3 separate regions of the Mus musculus genome follow, and regions 1 and 3 are each linked to region 2. The links are chromatin contacts, called in public promoter capture Hi-C maps. All regions are on one chromosome and are shown on one strand. The core of a region is the stretch at or near the end of the contact, and the rest is flanking DNA. Distances in the headings are between cores, read along the strand shown.

What was found. Promoter capture Hi-C pulls out the DNA fragments that hold promoters and counts their contacts.
Region 1: a contact with region 2 is called in a promoter capture Hi-C map of liver, with 2.9 times the contacts expected there. The contact joins the enhancer-like site here to the promoter of Strbp in region 2. A contact is called at or near these places in 3 of 39 promoter capture datasets (the HPC-7 cell line, hippocampal neurons and liver) and 2 of 115 datasets of contacts at active chromatin or transcription factors (embryonic stem cells and pancreatic cancer cells).
Region 3: a contact with region 2 is called in a promoter capture Hi-C map of liver, with 3 times the contacts expected there. The contact joins the enhancer-like site here to the promoter of Strbp in region 2. A contact is called at or near these places in 6 of 39 promoter capture datasets (the HPC-7 cell line, cranial neural crest, embryonic stem cells and 2 more) and 1 of 9 other capture datasets (embryonic stem cells).

The regions. Positions count from the first base shown.
Region 1 is chr2:38,539,171-38,543,034 of GRCm38.p6, reverse strand. All of the region lies in intron 1 of Nek6 (NIMA (never in mitosis gene a)-related expressed kinase 6), which reads right to left. Among named protein-coding and RNA genes, the nearest start is that of Gm35808, 7.7 kb to the right of the region's middle. Within about 2 kb of position 1,269, at least 45 of the 459 cell types and tissues checked have an H3K27ac peak or open chromatin away from gene starts, as enhancers often do. A contact at or near this core is called in the HPC-7 cell line and liver, where this site is marked.
Region 2 is chr2:37,701,450-37,704,863 of GRCm38.p6, reverse strand. It overlaps Strbp (spermatid perinuclear RNA binding protein), which reads left to right and starts at 1,519. Exons shown (of 18, transcript NM_001379315.1): 1 at 1,519-1,672.
Region 3 is chr2:38,470,129-38,473,775 of GRCm38.p6, reverse strand. All of the region lies in intron 2 of Gm39799 (a long non-coding RNA gene), which reads left to right. Among named protein-coding and RNA genes, the nearest start is that of Gm25081, 8.4 kb to the left of the region's middle. Within about 2 kb of position 1,880, at least 79 of the 459 cell types and tissues checked have an H3K27ac peak or open chromatin away from gene starts, as enhancers often do. A contact at or near this core is called in the HPC-7 cell line and liver, where this site is marked.

The sequences.
Region 1 (3,864 bases), core at 20-2,519, 840 kb before region 2:
CACCAGTACCAGCACCAGCACCAGCACCAGCACCAGCACGCCTTGCCCAGGTCTGGCACAAATGAGAGCTGACTAGATACATTCTCACTGGCGGGTGGAGAATCTCCCCAAAGCCTTGTAATCCCTACAGCCAAAGGTCAGACAGAAGTTATCATTCAAAACCTTCTACCACACAGACACAAGCTCCCAGGACTTGTAAAAATCAACACTAGTTCCTAGTCACATTTCAGTTACCTTTCCTGGGTAACAAAGGGACGCTAATGATCTCACTCTTTTCTCAGAGGAAGAGTGAGAGGGTGGAGTCCCACGTGGGGGGGGGGGTGCTGGTTTAAACTACTCAAGATAAAGCTGAGATCTGCTAAATGTGTCCTATGCACACATCCCCTCCTGTGGCTGTCTACAACCCCCATTTAATAGATGAGGAAACTGAGACACAGGGAAGTTAGATGGCCTATCAAGTTGGTAAGAATGGGAATTGTGTGGTCCCAGCCCTGACTCTCTTTGAAAGTCTAAAGTGATCTTTGGAAATCACCAGGAGCCAGAAGCTACCCCAGGCTTTCTAAGAAACTTTCCACCTCAGTGACTCCTGCTGTGCCTCCACCTCAGAAATGAAGCTTTCTCCAGGCATTGGCAGGCTCTTCTATGTCTGAAGTAAATGGTCTCCTGGCAAAATTCACTCCTACCCCAATACCCAACCGCACGGCCTCCTCCAGGCAGCACTCTTAGATTCCCTCTCCTGCCTGCAGTGTGTCGATAGCCCCTTGGCTCTGGCCCTTTGGGAAGTTTCCCTTCCCTTCCCTCAAAGGTAGAAACCAAGTCACTCATCCCCAGAGCTCAGTGGGCACAGAGGACTGTTAGATAAAGGTTACCAGTGGATTCAGGAGAAGAGACTGGCCAGAGCCACATTTCAGGGCAGAGATTCTTGAAGAGTAGAAATCCATCTATCCCATGTCCTTTCTCAGACACTATTGTTCCTACAAGCAACAACAGGTGGAGAAAACCAGCAGAGTAGCCCCAAGTGGCTCCAGATTCAAGGTCTGTCTCAAGCTTGTCCCTAGGCCCAGCAGAGTGTCAGCCATCCCTAGGGGCCACCTGACCACCCCTAGCTTCAGACTCTACCCCAGGGACATGTGCTCCACCTGTCCCCACCACTACCCCAGGAGTTCTAACAAAGCCTGGGGACTGCTTAACAGGATCCTGGCTGGCAGCACCTGCCGTGCCCCACAGCAGTGGCAAAGGTCTCTCAGGCAAGTGGCAGTGCTGCTGTTTCTGGCTGCCCCTGCTGGCAGGCAGTTGAGGAAGCAGTGGGTAACAGAGGTGCAGCTAGGTCTGGTAACCCTCTGAGTTCAGGATCTGGAGGTTTCTAGGGTCTGGCTCCCTGTTATTAGCTGGGCAAGCCCCCAGGAGTGCAAGTAGCAGGAAAGGGGGACAGAGTTCCCTGTGGTAGGAGCTTGGCTGGTCTGGTACCTCCTGAAGTGAGCAGCCCCAGGGCAAGTCTACTTAGCTGAGGGTTGAGGGCTGGTACAGTGCCCTAAGTCTCCAGGGATCCAAATGGCCAGAGGGTGAGGGACATGGCCCTTTCTGCCTATGCTGGGGACTTCCCCTTCCCAAGACTCTTGTCCCCAAGCACCACCAAAAGGAAACTCCCCCACCTCACACTGCTCCAAAAATAGCTGGGACTGCCACCTCCATGGTGAATGGAACTTGTCACAACCCCTACAGAGCCTCCTGCTTACCAGGGAGTACAAGCTGGCGGCAGTGGCCACCAGACGGTATGGAAGCCAATGCAGGTAGCTTAAAACCTGCTCTGGGATGGCCTGGTCAGCTCCTCCAGCCTGGAGATATCATCCCTTCTGCCCTAGACAACTCAATCAAAGGGATTCCCCACCCCAACCCCCGAGCTCTTGGACACCTGGCACTTGGACACTGGATGCCAGGAGGGAAGAGAGATCCTTCCCTTATCCCCATGTTCTACCCCACCAAGCACGACAGTCCTTGTTGGCCCTTTAAAAGCTTAGCCCTTCTCGGGCTTAGTGGGGAAAAGGCTCACTGAGCAAGTGTGAGACCCAAGTCAGCTGACACAGTAGTGTGTCTGTACTCCCGCGCCTTCTGTGAGATGGGAGCACAGGGCAGCAGAATCCCTGGAAGCTTGCAGCCTGGCTAGCTTAGTGCATGCAGCCACAGACAAGGAGACTCAAATAAGGTAGATGGCAAGGGCTAACCCTTGAGGTTGATCTCTGGACCCCCATATGTATTCACACACATGGACGCACTAACATGCATAAGGGGGCGGGTCTTTAATATAAATGACAGCTTGGCTCTTCCTATTATTTGTATGCTGGACAAGGCCTATCTGCTGACCATGAAAGAGGGTTTGTCAAACACCAACGCCAGTCTTGAGCCCCGTCTCTGCCACATCCCCCACTATGTGCCCAGGTCTTCTCATAGGTTACATGGGGACAAGGACAGCATCTCCTCTCCCAGAATGCTAGAGGACTAGATGACATTACAAGGGTCAGAAGTGCTCAGCTCTGAGCCTGGCTCCCAACAGACACCCAAACAGTGGGGCCATTGTTCTGATTCCATCCTTACTCTCCTACTGTGCTTTGCTCTTTAGAACAAGGCCATAGGTCCAGGAACTGTGGTCTTAGTAGAGCATTCCCAGACTTTCTTTCTCCTCCCCCTCTTCTCCAAGCCCTTCAGATGCCTCTTCTACGCAGAAACCGAGCTGAAAACTGGGAAACCCAGGATGCCATAAACAAAAGCCCCTGTTCTTACTGGGGCCACAGGCCAGAAAGGCATCTAACAGAGCCTCAAGAAGAGGGAAGAGCGGTCACACACAGCTTCTTGCTACCAAGTACCCCTCCATCCCTCTCAATAGCTGGAAAGGTGGGCAGGGCTGGACTGAGAGGAAAGGAGTTCCCAGCAGAGGACACAGAAGAGTCAAAGGTACAGTGGCAGGCTGGGTTGTAGCCCTTCCATAGGCCACCATGTCCTCTGTGCTCTTACAGGGTGTGAGGATAGCATCGACTGCCCCCGGGCCTGCTCCAGGCCTCGCTCCACAGGCCACACCTGCCTTCCCCAGAACAAGAGCCACTTCTACCCTGCACCCCATCTGCAGGAGCACTGCTGTGAGGGCTGACACTGGCATATGGTAGCTGAAGCTCCAGAGGCCGTGCTGTGCCAGACTCTGGCACAAGGGCTCGGCCACCTGCCAATACACCTTCCCTGCCGGCCCCAACTGTCGGGCATATGCCTACTGCCGGCTCCCTTGGTGACAGTTGCTGGGCCCAGGCCAGCCATCCATAGGGGCTGGACTCTAAGGCCACATCCGGGGGTATATGATTCTCCCAAGGAGGAGGTGCTCAAAGACCTGTGTCTTCTATGACCCTATTAGTCTGCTTCATAGAAAGGTTCCAGGCAAGGTAGATGAGGGCTTCCTGAGTGACAGTGAGCTCCCTTCACAATCTCCAGTGACACTGTCTTAGTCCAGTCCTGTCCACCCACACAGCCACCTAATCACAGGCTCTGCAGCTACCTCCTGACCAGACACTTGCTACACCTGAGTTAGATCTGGGACATGTAGCCATTTTTTTTCAAAGGGTAAGGTTTTGTTTTACATGTGTGAGGGTGCAGCATGTGTGTATTTGGGTGTATGTTCACACATGTGCGGAGACCAGAATTTGTGGTCAGTATCTTTCTCTGCTCCCCACTTCATTCGCAGACACAGGGTTCCTCTCTGAATGTGAAGCCTGACCTGGGGCTCCTCTGCCTGCCTCCCAAGCATAGAGACCACAGCTAGACCACCACACTGCTTCAGGTGTGGTGCTAATTTAGGTGCTGGTGATCTGCATGCTGTATGTT
Region 2 (3,414 bases), core at 270-2,769:
TCTAAACTGATAGAACAACCAGGTTTCCAGAAGGCTAGAATGAGGTGCCAATCAGACATAGTGATCTGGGGCTTAGCATAGACTTCAGGGATATGTTACAGACCTGGGGATAGCTAGGAAAGGACAGCTTTGTTGTTAATGAAGTGTCAAGGAGGGGCAATGGGAAGTGTGTATGTCCTGAAGTTGAAGGCCATACTCAAAGCTTTTTAACTCTAAGTATTAACATATTCTGTGAATGAAGTACTGAGGTCATATATTTTGGTAGTGCTGTGGATGCAACCCTGGACTTTGTCCATGTCAGGCAAGTATTATTGAGAATCATTTCCAGTCCAGAGCTGTTAATATTTGAGTCTGGTACAGGAGCAAGATGAGAAGGGGACCTACCAGGGGGAGTGTGGGAGGTCAGTCCCCTACTGTCTGCTCAAATTAAGTGGGGTTCTTTGCTAGGTTTGCTTTAGGCTAAGGACCTTGACTTATTCTTCAGTGCATTCTAGCACCCTGCCGAGTGTGGAGCATGCAACACACACTAAGCATGGGCTGAACCCCCTGGGAGAATGCTAGGCACTAAGAAGATGCCAACGTAGAGCTGTAAAATAAAACTTGAACCTTTTATTTCTTTCCCAGTACCACCGTTGGAACAAAGTGGGTAGGTGTTTAGCTAGACTACTCCAGACCTAAGGAGGGAAATAAGGAGGGAAAGGATTTCCCGGGCCATTAAGGGTGGAGTAGGGAGAGGAGATTTTGATTTTTGTTCAGTGCTTGCTATGTGCCAGGAAAATTCATATCTATTGTTTTATGCCATCTGCTCAACGGCTCTTAAATAGGAATTACAGTTTTAGTTTTTGTGAAGTGGAAACTGAAGCTCGAGCGGTTCGGTAACTTGGCCAAGGTCACACAACCGGCAAGTGGGAGGGGGAGCGAATCAAGGAGGGATCGGAGTCTCTTACTCAGCCAAGGTACTGCCTGCCCCTCCTCCACCCGGGAGGCATTGCGGCGCTTACTCCGTTAGCGTAAAGGCCGAGGCTGGAGCTGGAGAAGCATCCCGCACCGGGACGCAGAACCTGGGGAAGCCGGCTCTCATTGCGGCCGGGAGCAGCTCTCAGAACCTGCAGTTACGAAGTTAATGCGCGCTTAGCTCTTTTCAGCAGTTGGCCTCCGCCCAGCAACGCTTACCGCCGCAGGCACAGCGGGGCTCAGGTACGGTTTGCGGCCCGGGCTAGGCGCCGCGAGGTGGGCGGGACGCAGTTTACGTAAGCGGTCTCGCAGGTGCAGGCGGCGGCCGCGGGCCTGAGCGCCCTGCGCGCTCCCAGGTGCGCAGTTGACGCAGGCGACAGCGCGGCGCGGCGGCGGCGGGCGCTGGCCGGAGCTCTCAGGTGCGGCAGAGCGCGCGTGCAGGGGGCGCGCGGAGGGCGATGGGGCGGGCTTTCCGTTCCCCAGCAGCCGCGGGCCCCGCCCCCTGGATCGGCCAATGGGCGTGCTCGGCGGCGTCACGTGCTTGCCGCCGCCGCCGCGGTCGCTGCCGAAGCCGAGCTCGGATCCGCGAGCGCCACCAAGGCAGCAGCCGCCGCAGCCGCCGCCGCTGTGCTGAGGAGCCGGAGACGCGGGCGGACGAGGTGGCGGCGGCGGCGGAGCGGGAGCGGGGAGCGGACGCGGGCGGAGCGCGGCGGCGCGGGTAGGCTGCGGCGGGGCCGGCGCCTGCGCGGCGGGCCGTCCCGGGCGGGCGGCGGTTGAGGCGGCGGTTGAGGCAGTTGGCGGAGGCTGCCCGGGCCCCGCATTGTTTGTTGTGCGTCCTTAGCAGCGGCGGCGGCTGCTGAGGCGAGGAGCGCGGCGCAATCCCAGCCCCGCGGCTTGAGCTTTGTGGTCGCCGCCGCGGTACCCGGCCGGTCCGCGTCAGGACTGCGGGTCGCCTTGCTTGCTTTCGGGGTCGGGGTCGCGGGTCCCGGCCCTGAACCTCCCGAGGGCGTGGGCAGCGTGCGGGGCGCCAGCTCTGGGGAGGTGGGAGGGTTCCGGACTCGGGGCAGGTGCTGGAGGACGTTGCGGGCAAGAGCTGGGGAGAGGCTCGGGGGGCGGGCACAGGGTGTGGGCAGATTTGGGTGTAAGGGAGCGTTGAGGGACCCGGCCCCACGGTGACCAGGGCCTCAAGGGCACGCCTGGGGGACCCATGGGGGCCTAGGTCGGGCTCGAGAGGGAAGGAGGACGTTCCGTTTGGGGATTCGGATGGGTGTGTAGGGGGATTTGGGGCGGGCAGGGGCAAGTGAGGTGGTGGAGGGAGGGACAAGATGGGCACCTCTAGGCAGAAATGGAAGGAGCAGATGCCCTGGTTAGCGCTGCTTGTGAGGGGCAGAGAATGGGGCAGGCAGCGGGAAGGCCACCGGACGCCTGAAGGGAAATGGCGGAGGAGGGGTCCGTAGCTGGGAGTGTGGCGAGCAGGCTGAGCCCCAAAAGATGGAGGGAAGGAGTGTCAGAGGAGGGGGTTCTCTCAAATGGTGGCGGTTGAAATTGAGGGTATTCAGGCAGGAGATGTCTGTCTGTGTGTGTGCGCCCAGGACGTCAGGAGTTCCCTAGTGAGTATCTGGCTGGGAAGTATGGAAGGAGACAGGAAGGGGTTGACAGGCTTGGGGAAAATGGCTTGGTTCTGTATTCAGGGTAGAGGAGGATAGAGCAAGTGGGAGGAGGAGTGGTTTACACAGGTACTGAGTTTGAGGGCTTTGGGAGAGAAATGGGGATAAGGAGGTTATGTGGAGGTTTTAGGTTGGGTGGAGAGAGATGTCAAGGCAGGAGGTGTGTGTAGCAGTAAAAGGGCAGCAGAAGTGAGTGAAGCGGAGGGTGTTTGTGTGAGAAATTCTAGTGGGCACCAGCAGAAGAGGAAACCTTGAGGTTGGGAGCACCCTGGAAAGGGATGGGGTGTGTGGCAGGATGGAGAGTGGGGTGGTGAGCAGAAGGGAGGGAGAGGAAATATGGGAGTGGTAGGTAAGGTGTGTGTGTGTGTAAATGGAAATATTCCCAGGGCAGGAGGTGTGGAGAGAAGTTGGGAATGAGGAGGAAGATGGAAGCGGGGGTATGTTTGAAGGGAAATCAGTAGTAGGATGTAGGGGGTATGTTTGAAGGGAAATCAGTAGTAGGATGTAGAGGAAATGAAAGGAGTAGGCAGGGGACAGAAGAAAGGGTATTTTGTAGTAGAAAATGTAAAGGAATAGTACTTATACTGAAGGAAAGGAGAGGTGTTTATGGGTTTATGGCTGTAGCTAGAAGGACAGTTGTATGGAGTTGGTGTGCTGAGGGAAGTAGGATGCTCATGTTTAAAGCAGGAAATGACTGTCAGAGAGGGTTCAGAAGTAGGTTACTTAATTAAGATTTTGGAAGATTCAAGGTGTGGAAGTGTGAGGAAAGATTGGAGTTTTACAGTGTTAAGAC
Region 3 (3,647 bases), core at 631-3,130, 770 kb before region 2:
GATTTCTTTGTGCAGTCTTGGCTGTAGTGGAATTAGCTCTGTAGACCAGGCTGGCCTTGAACTCACAGAGATCCATCTGTCTCTGCCTCTGGAGTACTCTAACTGATTGAAGTCATGTGTCACCACCGCCTGGCTTAGCATTTTTATTTTATTTTTTTAAACCTCTAGGAAAAATTAAGGATTTCCCCCAAATACATACAAAGCTCATCATCCTTAAATTGTGCTTTAAAAGACCAGAGTAAGTGGGGTGGGAGCAGGGGCTTCCTGGAGTGTGGGTGAGGGTGGGGGCCTTGACTGTGCCTGTTCCCACTCTTCAGCTAGTTACACTGGGGCATGGGAATTTTGTGGTATGAACCAATGTTGCTGATTTAGCCCACATAAAACTGGTCCTGGTTGGCTCTACTTGTTATCCAGTCTTGGCACTGTATTGGTAAATAGAGTAAATGTGATATCTGTAAAATATGATAAGGTGAGGGCTGAGCCAATCACCTCGGGGCAGATGGACTGGAAGTCAATGAAGGCATTTACTAGGGAAATACAGTAATGGCAGAACTTAAGCAGAAGGGAAGAACTAAATGGGGGAGATGTTAGTGTGAGGGGATTTCACAGAGGAAGGTGACTGTGGCCAGGCTAGGTCACACAGTTACTTGTGGTGGCATAGAAAGGCTTCTTATTCTTGTCCCCTTCCTGTCACTTGCTCATGAATGAATCCATTTCTACTGAGTGTCACATGCTCTGAACACTGCCATCAAAGGTTTCCTTCCTGTGCACACATGTGGGGTGACCCTTCACACACTGAGCATGTTTGCTGAATGCAAGCACATGCCTTGATGAATCAGCAGCCCTCATAGAGTTCACTGTACAGTGATTTACTATGTAGTGGCTCACCATCTCCATACTTCTGTTTTCTTTTCTGTGAAATGGAGGAATAGAACAGCAGTCACCTAACATATTGTCAAGATGAAATGACTAAGTAGCATGCAAAGTGCATAGGCATTGTAAGGTCACAACACCTACTTAGCCCTACTCCACCCCCACAGAGATAAAGATTAAACCCAAGGACTTGCATATGTCAGGCAATTACCCACAGCTTCTAGGCCCTTTAGCAGGGCAACTTGAAGGTGTGTATGCATGTGTGTGTGCGTGTGTGTACTCTCATGTGCATGCGTGAGCACATGTGTTTGTGTACCCACGTGGTGTACAAGGATGAATGTGTGACTGTGCATGTGTTCATGTCTATGCATATCTGTGCATGTGTGTGTATATGTGTGTGTGTATGTGTGTTTGACCTTGGTTGCATGGTTCTTTAGTGTGAAGTTTTTAGATGACCAAGTCACGTCTCAATGTCAAAAGATTAGACATGACAGGTGATACAACAGACCCACTCTCCAACTTGATTTCTGCCCTCTGTCTAGTTACCCTCTAGGCTGGGTATAGACACTGTATGAGCCACATTAGCAGTTACTCTGGAAAGTGAAATCTGGAGGATGGCACCTGACTAAGAAGTCCCAGGTCCCACAGGCCAGCTGGCAGAGCCCAGAGCTTGTCTCCATTGCTCTCTCCACAGGTCTGTTCTGTCCCCGTGACTTGACTGGTCCTTGGTCTCTCACTGTTTGGTGTCTTGCCTGGCCCTCAGACTTACAGCCCAGACTTTTCCTGGAAAACCCCAAGCATTGTCACCTTCGTCCTCCCAATTCTGTGGCGGAGAGACAGAATTAGAACTTGCCTCGTGGTACGAAGTTGTGGCAATGACTGTAGAAGAATGACTTTCAACTTCTAGGAACCGACCCTGACAATCAGATAAGGCAAGCACTGAGTCACTGGCAGAGGCCACATCAGTGGAGATTTCAATTGTGTGTGTGTGTGTGTGTGTGTGTGTGTGTGTGTGTGTGTGTAGGATGCAGAGGCCCCTGGTTCCACTTCCTCCCTGGGAGGCCCAGACCCTTCAATACTGTTTCTGTGCTGAGATGGGAAGGAAGCACTCACCCAGCAGGTGACAATCCAGACCAGCTGGGATGTGCTGCTAGATTAGGTCCTAAAATATCACAGCTGTGAGAACCCAGATTTTTGTTTTGCAGATGATAAAACTATTCAGAGAAATCAAGGACTTGTCCAACTTTCCCAGACAAGCTTAAAAAATAATTGGGCCTTAAACTCAGGGATCCCGGAAGATCACCACATGGCTCCCAATAAGTGTTTTTTCCCAAGTCCTGAGCCTCAGCCACTGTCCTGAGGTTCAAATGATCATGGACAAAAGGGGGAGACCAGAGTTGGAACTGCAGTCAAAACCCATGTTTGACCAGGTCCTGCTGGTCATTCTTTGTCCTTCTGGATGGCTCTCAACATCACTTTTCTAAGACCCTACTCCTCTATGTAAAGCGCTGGGAGCCATATTGTCTCTCCTCTCTCTCATCTCTTGATAACAGTTGGTTAGACTTGAAATGGACCTAGATTCCAGCTGTTCCCTGGGCATTGGGATGCAGAAGTGCTGGGCTTCCTTCCTGGCTGGGTATTTGAAGTGAGATATGCGGCTTGGACTGAGGTGGCTGTATTTGGCCAGATTCAAATGGAACAGCAGAGCAAAGTCCAGGTCACAAGCTTATAAGGGGAAGGGACAGGGTAAGAGACCATGGCACAGACAAACCATGGAGGAGAGGAAGAGAGATTAGGAGAGAGAGACAGACAGACAGAAAGATAGGATAAGGAACAGACAAGCAAGCAGGCTTGATCTTGTTCCTGAACTAGGGAGGTATAGAGGCAGAGAAGAAATAAATTAAGAAGGGAGGGATAGAGAAAGAGAGACAAACACCATTAGTCTAATGACCCTAATCAGCAAGATCAACAGACGTGGATTAAATATTTGTAAAAGAAAATCCCACATCTGTAGTGAACACTTTCAACTTCTTTCTCTCCATTATTTTTGTTTGTTTTGTTTCTGAGACAAGGCTTGTCTGTGTGACCCTGGCTGTCATGAAACTCACTGTGTAGACCAGGCTGGCCTCAAACTCACAGAGATCTCTACCTGCTTCTGCCTCCTGAGTGTTGGGATTAAAGGCATGTGCCACCATGGCCAAGGCATTATTTCCTAAACCACACAGCCTACCTATGCTGTGTATGGAACTCACAGTTTTGGGTGTGAGTAGTTATGTCGAGGTGGTTTACAGTGTTCAGAAGGCTGGATGTGGGGGAGTGTGCCTATAATCCCAGCACTGTGGAAACACAGGCAGGAGAAATAGTGCAGAGAATCTAAGCTACATCTTAGGGTGGCATCACTCACAAGGTGCTGGTTTTGCGAACACACAGAATGCAAGAGTAAGATAGCTATAGGAGCTTGCACTAAGGTTCTGGAAAGCCCTGGAGGCCAAGCGATGTGCAGGAGGATGAGAGTCACTGCCTGGTTCATAAGCAGACACCTGTGCGGGTGTAGCTTGTGTTTCCCAAGGAAAGCTGCCTTTTCTGCATGATGGATTTTATCCCTCAAACCTTAAGGATAAGTAACTCCTTTCTCCCTTAAATTGTTTCTTGGTGGGGCTGATGGGGTGTGTATGCCCCCACCCCCATCCCCAGAATCTTAGGCCCTGCCTCTGCCTAAGGCTATCATTGGCCACAGGGCTGTGCTCAGCTCTGGCTGGGTCATGCTAACAGTC